Linked DNA regions of Gossypium arboreum: region 1 is linked to region 2. Evidence: chromatin contacts called from public Hi-C data. All regions are on one chromosome and are shown on one strand. The core of a region is the stretch at or near the end of the contact, and the rest is flanking DNA. Distances in the headings are between cores, read along the strand shown. Region 1 holds the start of LOC108460791 (cysteine--tRNA ligase 2, cytoplasmic-like). Region 2 holds the start of LOC108458286.

The links. Hi-C and Micro-C count contacts between places; a contact is called where the count stands out from the background.
Region 1: a contact with region 2 is called in a Hi-C map of leaf, with 4 times the contacts expected there. The contact joins the promoter of LOC108460791 here to the promoter of LOC108458286 in region 2. A contact is called at or near these places in 4 of 5 Hi-C or Micro-C datasets (all in leaf).

Annotation. Positions count from the first base shown.
Region 1 is chr6:84,534,383-84,539,291 of ASM2569848v2, forward strand. LOC108460791 (cysteine--tRNA ligase 2, cytoplasmic-like) reads right to left here and starts at 1,784. Exons shown (of 10, transcript XM_017760444.2): 1 at 1,555-1,784; 2 at 1,076-1,335; 3 at 928-991; 4 at 377-538. The coding sequence starts at 1,305.
Region 2 is chr6:84,382,703-84,387,452 of ASM2569848v2, forward strand. It overlaps LOC108458286, which reads left to right and starts at 2,490. Exons shown (of 2, transcript XM_017757632.2): 1 at 2,490-2,864; 2 at 2,952-3,352. The coding sequence starts at 2,642. The coding sequence ends at 3,106.

The sequences.
Region 1 (4,909 bases), core at 534-3,033, 150 kb after region 2:
CAAGTATACAGTACATGACAATGACATGCCCAATAATAGCTTTTTATCACAATGATATGGTAATGATATGAAAATATAACTACCAAATATAACCCATTTAAATGAATCATACTTTTGTTAATGCAAATACATACATAAGCACATTATGCATGCATGCATAAAAACATTGTGTTATCATGGGTTTTAGATGTGCATAAACCTAACTATACTAGGGAAAATTCCCCTAAAGCAGCAATAGAGATGCAACAGTGAACTTGACCATAAATATGTGCACTACATTTTCCACCGCTGGGATGCAAGATTGCTAAAGGGAGAGAGGAATCATGGTATCCATATTTCTACAAAATAAAACTAGCATATTCAATAGGAAGGAAACCTGAGTTATCATATCTTTGATCTGCTCCATGTGATCAGAAACGCGCGGCTCATGTGTTGGAGAAAGACACTGTAGATCACTCATATCTATATTATATTCTTTACAGTACCGGTCACTCAAACTTATTGGATCTTCTCCAGTCTCATTGGCTCGACGAATTATCTGCAAAAGTCCAATCAGTAGCTCTCATAATATGAGGAAGACATAATGGTTGTTGACATATAAGAGATGGACTATTAATCAGAAAGTAGAAGTGGTAAAACATTGGAAACAAGGAAGTGCATTCTCTATAACATCTCCAGAAAGAATGATCTTAAATAAGTTTAAAACAGATTAACATATCAAATAGAAGTCTTTAAGCTCTTGTTCAATAAGCTCAAAAGGAGAAAACAACTAATAAGTTGAGGTTTCGCCCCCCAAATATCATAAATACATAAGCTGAATGCATCAGATTCAAATGATAAGTATCTTTTCAACATCAAAAACGCCATTGCTCTCAACTAAAACACCAAAAACCGAAAGCAAAGAGCCAATCAAATCAAAATTCAAACCTTATCATCAACATCAGTAAAATTCCTGACATAAGTAACCTCATAACCCAAATGCTTAAGGTACCTGTACAATTCCAATAGTCAGCAACCAATTTTAAAAATAAAGGCCGGAAAAGCATAAGGAATGTCTCCAAGAAAAATTATACACCTGTAAAGGACATCGAAGGAAACGGCAGCACGAGCATGGCCAAGGTGACTGAAATCATAGGCAGTGACACCGCAGACATACATGCGAACTTTTCCAGGGGTTTTGGGCTTGAAAACCTCTTTTTGCTGAGTCATAGTATTGTAAACAACAAATTGGAATTCTTCGGCTTCCTTCTTAGCCATCGTTTTAGAAGCTTTTTTCTGGTTTGTTTCTTGCTTTGAAGAATCCATGCCTTGATTAAGGGCAACAAAACCCTAACCCTAGACAGAATTTGCGCAAGCGTTAATGTCAGATTTAAACTCCGTCCGACACCCCAAATAGCAGTGTAATGGAAATTAGAAGCTATAACAATCCGCCATTTCCGCTAAACCGATGCCTTTCTAAAAATTAGGATAAGAGAGAGTAAGATCGGACACAGAAAATCAAATACAGCAGAGTGGTGCAGAGGCAGACAGCAGACAACACAAACCGAGCCATACCTCAAAATCTCATGACTCATTAAGTTTAGGGTTCCAAAAAGTATCCTATTCAATTTTGTGGTTTGTAGGAAACTTGAGTGTAAGAGAGAGCTTGGGTCAGGGACAGGAGAAGGAGATGGAGAGGCTTGTTTGCGGCGGGATGTCTGAATTGAGATGAGAATGGGTCGGGAATTTTTAATGGAAATATATATAACCTGTATATAAAGGGAAGGTCCAACTTGGTTGACACTTCTTTTCCTTATATATTTTTGGTTCCCAGATTTAAATATTTAAATTAAAATATTTTTAAAAAAAAAGAAGGATTAAATTTGTAAAAATAAAACTACTAAAATTAAATTTTAAATATAAAAAAATTCTAAGAAAGTATATTTTAATATTCAATTAGTTACTTTATGATTTAACCTAAAAGTATTTAATAATTAATCCAACGCGATATGAGATAGTATTCATAATAGTTTTAGAATAACTTTTTGATATATAATTTAATAGTCACTTTGTTTGCTTTATGTTACATTTTACTCACTTATATTTAAAATGTTAGTTTTAGTCACTTATGTTATTATTTTGTTACGAAGTGATCATTCTACCATCAAGTTTCGTTATCTCTCTAGCGATAATCCTACATGGTAGTCCAACTAGATTTTAGGTGTCAACTTGGATTTCTAAATGATATGAAAATAAATTTTTAATTAAATAAATTTAATTAATTAAAATTTTTAAACCTAAACCTTAACTAAAAAATTGTTTACCTCTTCTTTTTTTTTTTTTCCCTCTCTTCTTTTTAGTTTTTTATTTTATTTGATGGAAAAATTATTATCAATATCAAAATAGTTGAAATCAAATTGACTGCTTCAAAAAATTGGATTTAATGGAAGGTCCAAGTATGTCTTCTTTGCATTCTTGTACCTCTTTTATTCAATACTGAAAAATAAAAGATTAGATTTTTTTATTGTTTAATGAAAATCCTAAATTAAAATTATTGATATTTTCTTCGACTTTTTAAAATTGTTTTTGAACATGTATTTTATTTTGTGTAAATAGACATCCCATAAAATGCAACCAAAAACATGTTTTCATGAACCTGTTTCATTCAAGCTAATTGTAAATTTTTCAGAAAAGGGCTGCCACTTTCACTATTCTTGTTCCTAATCAGTATATTTTCTAGTTCTTTCATAATTCTTGAATAATTGGTTTTTCAATCAAATTTTTTCTGATCTGAATCAACTTGTATGTTCACAATCTCTTTGAGGGTATTCCAGATTATTCTTTCTTATTGTTGATTTTGTGCTGAATTACCTTGCAATCTTTTTTTTATTTTTGCTGGTCTTGGGTAAGTTTTGGTTCAGAGCTAATTGGTTAGTAGCTTGTGTTTCTTTAAATTATATTTCTATGTTATTAGTTTTATCTGCTTAGTATTTGAAGACTCTACATCATTAATTGTATTTGTGATGTGGGTTTTGCATAATTTATGCTAACAACTTGGTTTTACTCAAATTTGGATCTAAAATCATTTTATTTCTTTGTTTTGCATATTACTGATGGTGAAAAGGGCCTTTCTTTTTTTATTCCAAATTATTCTTTCTTATTGCTGATTTTGTGCTGAATTACCTTGCAATCATTCTTTTTTGCTAGTCTTAGGTAAGTTTTGGTTCAAGCTAATTGGTTAGTAGCTTTTGTATTCTTTAAACTATATTTCTATGTTATTAGTTTTATCTGCTTGGTACTTTGAGACTCTACATTATTAATTGTATATCTGTTGTGAGTTTTGCATAATTTCTACTAACAACTTGGTTTTACACAAATTTGGATCTAAAATCGTTTTATTTTTTTGCTCTGCATGTTATTGCTGGTGAAAAGGGCTTTCCTTTTTATTCCAGATTATTCTTTTTTACTGTGATTTTGTGTTGAACTACCTTGCAAATTTTTTTTTTTTGCTGGTCTTAGGTAAATTTTGGTTTAGAGCTAATTGGTTAATAGTTTTTGTTTTCTTTAAACTATATATATATGTTATTAGTTTTATCTGATTGGTACTTGGAGACTCTACATGATTAATTGTATTTCTGATGTGGGTTTTGCATAATTTCTGCTAAGAACTTGGTTTTACTCAAATTTGGATTTAAAATTATTTTATTTCTTCGCTCTGCATGTTACTGCTAGTGAAAAAGGCTTTCTTTTTTATTCTTTTGTAATTATCATTTTATTTTTAATGTAATTTGTATAGTTTGAACTTAATCATTTGTATATATTGTGGCAGCTTGATTCCTTCGATAAATTGTAAATGCAAGTTTCATTACTTAATTACATGTTATAACCAACTCAGCATTTGACTTTAGACCTTTAAGTTGACAGTTAGGTTTTGAAATCTGTAATCTTCTCAGACTTGCAGATTGATATTATGAATTGTGATTGTTCAATTTTTGTCGTCATCTTAGCAAAACAAACATTATTCTTTGTCAGTCCTTTATGCTTATGTCTATGTTCAGCTTTTCATTTTAACTTGGGTGTATTTTGACGCAAATGTATAACAAATAATTGATTTAAAGATGTATATAATGTTAACTTCACTCTGATTGTCTAAGGAAGGATTGAAGTTCCCTAATTTTGCCACAATGTGTTACCAATTTGCACTTGTAATTTACAGCTGCTGCCAAAATATCTTTTAATGTGTATATTTATGCTATCCAAATACAATTTATAATTGTTGCCATAATGTCCCTTAATGTAGATATTTATCTTATCAAAATGTGAATAATGGCTACTATTTTTATGTTCTAGATTATGTATTTTAATACTATTCAAATATGAACATCGACTGTTATTCGAATGTCCTAAAATGTTCATCAATTCATTAGTTATGTTGTTTGAAATTGAACTGGAGTTGATATAATGTTGTTTTCAGGTTTGAATTTTTGTGCAATTTGTTGGTACTAATATATTGTTTTATTTTCCTTTTTTGGTTTAGGATTTGATGTTGAACAAAATACTTTAGGGGGAGATATTGGAGGAGAAGCATCTGACTCAGATGATAGTTCATATAAAGATTATGAGTCAGATACTTCTTATTCTGATTCTTTTGAGTTTGATGGTGATAGGGTAGATGAACCAAAGGTTGAACTGATAGGTGAAATGATACAGAAAGAGTTAGACCACTTATCAGGCTCAAATTTTTGGGGTTTAGGAGATGATTTTGATAGTAACAGTGATGAAGATTTGAATAATAATGTAGGTTATGATGAAGATGGGAATAAAAAGTACCCTTTGTTCAATTCTCAAATTGATTTGAGGAACCCTATATTGACAAAGGGTTTGGTTTTCCCTAGTAGGGATATTTTAAAATATACAGTTAAACAATATA
Region 2 (4,750 bases), core at 1,240-3,739:
GGGTCGTGAGCAACTCCAATTCTTAAAAGGTCATGAGCATACATTGGATATTGATTCATGTACATGTCCTTGAATCTAAAATCAATTAATTGGGGCAAAAGAATGAAATGATAGATGATTATATTATTAAAAGTTATGTGATAATAGATGTAATTGATATATAATTAAACTATAATGAGTAAGTTGAATATTGATACATGAATTATGATGCGAATTCCCCGATGGTGTATTAATATTTTGATAAATGAATAATGAAATGAAATGATTAAATGAGATATTGTATAAATATATTTGCATACGATATGGAAATTGCTAGCCGAAATACCCTAATAGGAGTCTCAATATTATGTTATGTTGATATGTGATATTTGTGGATAACAAAGTTCTTGATTGCTAATATGATTCAACGATTAGTTTACATATTTATTGTTTAATGTTATTACTATGTACTGAATTCAAATTATATTAGTATTATTGAGTTTCAATACTCATCATGTGGATGTGTTTGTTTTCGAGCATAGGTGTCGAACAAGTGATTTGATAGATCATGATTTCTTGAAGCATCCAAATCTCTACAACTCATCTCAAATATCATTATTACTCTTTTGACTATAGATTATTAATGGCGTGTACCTAGACTGAATTATAGGTCTTACTTGCTATTTTGTCTTTTTGGCATACTAAGCTATATTTTGGTTTTATAAGGTTATTAGTCTTGTGTTTTGAATTTTTATCTTGATGAAATTATATATGTTTATAGGTGTATAATCTTTGTTATGTTCACGTGTTGACATGATGCACTAAATTATATGAATTGATATGTGTTAGATGTGTTTAGGGAGGTTAATTTGATGAATGATGAATTGATATCATGTGGTATAAGTTAGGAATGTGTTGGGTATCTTTTGAATGAGTTAAGAAATGCATTATAGGTAAATTCATCATTGTGTCTGGAGACAGAATGAATTTGTCTCGAGTCCTCAAAAAAAGAAAAAAATCATTTCATGTATTTTGGGTTTAAGTTTAAATCCTCACGTTAAAAAACAATTAAAATATTTTGAAATAATTATAGAGAAGTCCCTAATTTTAGTCAGTGTCAAATGCCAACCACTCAATGAGTTAATGTGCCATGTCAGCAATCCACTGGCGGATTAATAAAAATTTTAATGATAGTGACTAATTCTAACAATTATCTTGACTAAATTAAGAAAAAAATTTAGAGTGATCAAAATAAGACAAACCCTATTTTAGAGTGATCATGGTGTAGTTTACTTTAAAAAATATTCACGCCTTATGATTTTAATTTTTTTTCTTTTTTATATTTCATTTTCATTTTATAATTATTATTCAAAATTCATAACTATTCCTAGACCTGCGCAAAGGTTGGGTAGCTTGCATAGCTCAACTTTGGTCAGATTTGAACAATGATTTTTGTATCACTAGCCGACCCAACCTGAATTCAACTTAAATAAAAAAATATTTTTTAAGTTTACTTTTAATTATAAAATATATAAAATATCAATTAAAATGCATTTTTAAATATTTTATTGATTCTTGAACAATAAATTGGATCTTTTGGGCTGGTCTAGCTGACCTGAAAATGAGCTTTGGCATGAATTTTTTTTGGAACCGAGCCTTGGCTCGGCCTGACCATGGACAACTCTAACTATTCCTCCTAAATAATGTGATTACTAAGGTTGGGTTAATTGGTTTTTGTAGCTCAAATTTTGCAATAAGACCCTATACTTTGCATAAGTTACTGATTTAATACACGTACTTTAATTTATTCATTTGCATCTGTATTTTTAGAATTTAAAAATTTTAATCCTAACTAAGTGATAATTATTAAACTAATTAAGTTATATTATTTTTAAAATTTAATGTGTCAAACATATTATCAAATATATAATGCTATGTCTGTTTGTTATTTTCACATATTACTTACAAAAATCGGTTATTAAATTTAATGATTGTCGTTTGCATTAAGATTAAAATTTTGAAATTAAAAAAAAATATAACCATTAAGGAGGATGAATGTGGACTAAATCTATAACTTTACATATAAAACAAGACTAATGACATAATTTAACCAAATAGATTTAACTGTTACCATCGCGTTAGAACTAAATTTCAAAACTCAAAAAGCATAAAGATTCAAATTAATCAAATTAAAGTAAGACTAATGACATAATTTAACTAAACAGATTTAACTGTTACTATCGCGTTAGAACTAAATTTCAAAACTCAAAAAACATAAAGACTAAAATTAATCAAATTAAAATACATGTACAAAATCTACAATTTACACAAAATAGAGACTCTAACAACAAAAATTGAACCTTTTGTACTATATAATTGGAACAGGTCATAATAGTTTAGAGTAGGGCCTACATCAGGATTCAGGAACTCTATTATTCTTTAGATTGGATAAATAATTTATGAAACGGTACGTTCAGGAAACCGTATTTGCAAGTTGGATAGGATAAAGGCGGCCCTACAACCAAACAAACCTGAAGCAAGAAGTGAGACTCGTATAAATAAATGCCAAAAACCCTAGACTCTGGAGTAATAGAAAGAAACAGAAACCCTAGCAATATTTTCTTCTTAACAATTAAGAACAAGGGAAAATCCTAAAAAGAAAATGGCAAAGTCGATGAGATCGAAGAGAGAGAAGAGGCTGAGAGCCATAAGGAGGGAAATAGTGGAACCTTTCTATCAGAAGAAAGATGAAGCTAAGATGGCTGCCATAGAGGCTGCCCTGGCTGCCCCTAAGCTGCCCGCCTCTTCCCCACCCTCTGGTTCTATGCAGCTCGAAGAACAAGTTACCGCACCCAGTTCCGCAATAACCAATCTAAACTCCATGGGTATATATATACATATGATTCAATTTCAGATTTTCTTTTTCCCTTCTGTTTATATATGTAATTCATTTGTTTTCTGCCATTGGACAGAGGTGGAAATGGCTGACAGTGATGAAAACAAGACCAAGGCCTCCTTGAGAGCTGTTGGTAGAATAGGAAAGATGTCCAAAAAGAAATTGAAGATCGCCAAAAAGAAGCGCCGCGCCGAAGGTAAGGGAAGGATCAGGGGGAAGCGTAATCTTTGATTCTCTAGTCTCTACTCCCAAATTTTTCTTGCCTTTTTATCCTTTTTATGTTGTAATACTATTACCGTCGAGTTTGTCTAGTTGAACGAGATAACACTGAGTTGTTACGCTTTTCTTTTCTTTTTTATTTGAAATATTAATTAGTAATACTGTAGCTTAGGTGCTAATTTTCTTAGTATCTAATTAAATGATAAAAACCAGTGAGCTAAATTCTGAAATAATGCTAAATACTGTTAAGAATTCAAAGGTTGCTTTTACTTCCCTTAATGGGATTATTCTAATTCAGTGTTCCTACTTTAGTTCCTTTTGGTGTCGAATTATATATGTTTTACTAAGGTTCTATTGAGTTAAGCTTGTTTGCTAATTGAAAACTTAAAAAAAAATGGAAGAAAAAAAAGTAGGAGGAGAATAAAAGCATTGAGTAGAAGTAATTGATTAAAACAAAATTGAAAGAGGGTTTGTCTAAAATGTGGGAATAAACTAAATTGCTTTGTTTAAGTATCTATAGGGCGGAACTAAGATGGTCTGTACGAGGTCATGTAAGGTTAGCATGCATATGAGAGTAAATTATAGATGATAACAACCGGTTTTTACCGGCATCCCTTGAAAAATGAAGAAATGACTTTCTATTGGTAAAGAGTAAAACTGTAAACTCTCGGAGATGACATTCTATATTCTTTGTTCTTCCATAAGGAACCATGAGTTTTTAGAGATAATGGGTTGAATATCTATCATATTGTTTGCTACCATTACTCATCTAAACATGGATGCTTTGATTAGCCTTTTCTTGTGTTACTATTTCTCAGTGGTGCCATGCATTGTATTCAAGCTTTTTCCCCCCCTGAATTTCCTTTATCGGAATCTGAAACTTTTGCTTGAGATAATGAGTGCTGCCTCCATCATGCATCTTGCATTGTATTCAAGCTTTTTCCCCCCCTGAATTTCCTTTATCGGAATCTGAAACTTTTGCTTGAGATAATGAGTGCTGCCTCCATCATGCATCTTTCTCTTTCTCTCTTCTGTTTCTGGTTTTCCTTTTTCCTTGGGATCAAATGTCACAGTTGTTTGTGCAACTTGGAAACATGAGCGTTTGAACAAATTTTCTGAGTGTGAAGAACACTATGATATTAACAATTTGTTGTTATTCACCAAACATTTCCACTAATGTATACTCTGGCCTTAATCTGCTGAAGCATTAAGCATTGCCATTACATTTACATCTATAATGGAAATAATTACACTCATGATCTCTAGTTTTCACCAAAAGTCAAAAGAGCAAGAGGTTTAATCATCTTAATAATCTGGACCATCTTGTTGTTGAGTGTTTACGCCCTTGATATGTTTTATGGAAGTTTCATCCTCCAATGAATTCTCCTTTCCTTTCTGTTTTGTATATCTTTCTGCATATTTCATATGCATTGGATTCTTATTACTTAATTTTTTTATTTTGTGCGACTTGGTATTTCCTTAAGCATGAAATACACTTGTTTGCTCCCTTGTAGTTTTTTCTTTGAGGGGGATTTTACATTTACTTTTGTTGCCGAGTTAGTGTTTGGAGTCTAATTTTGCAAATGAATCTGATTCAGTGGCTTTGCTTGATTTCAGAAATCGGATAACTTACTATCCTCTTCATATCCTTATGAA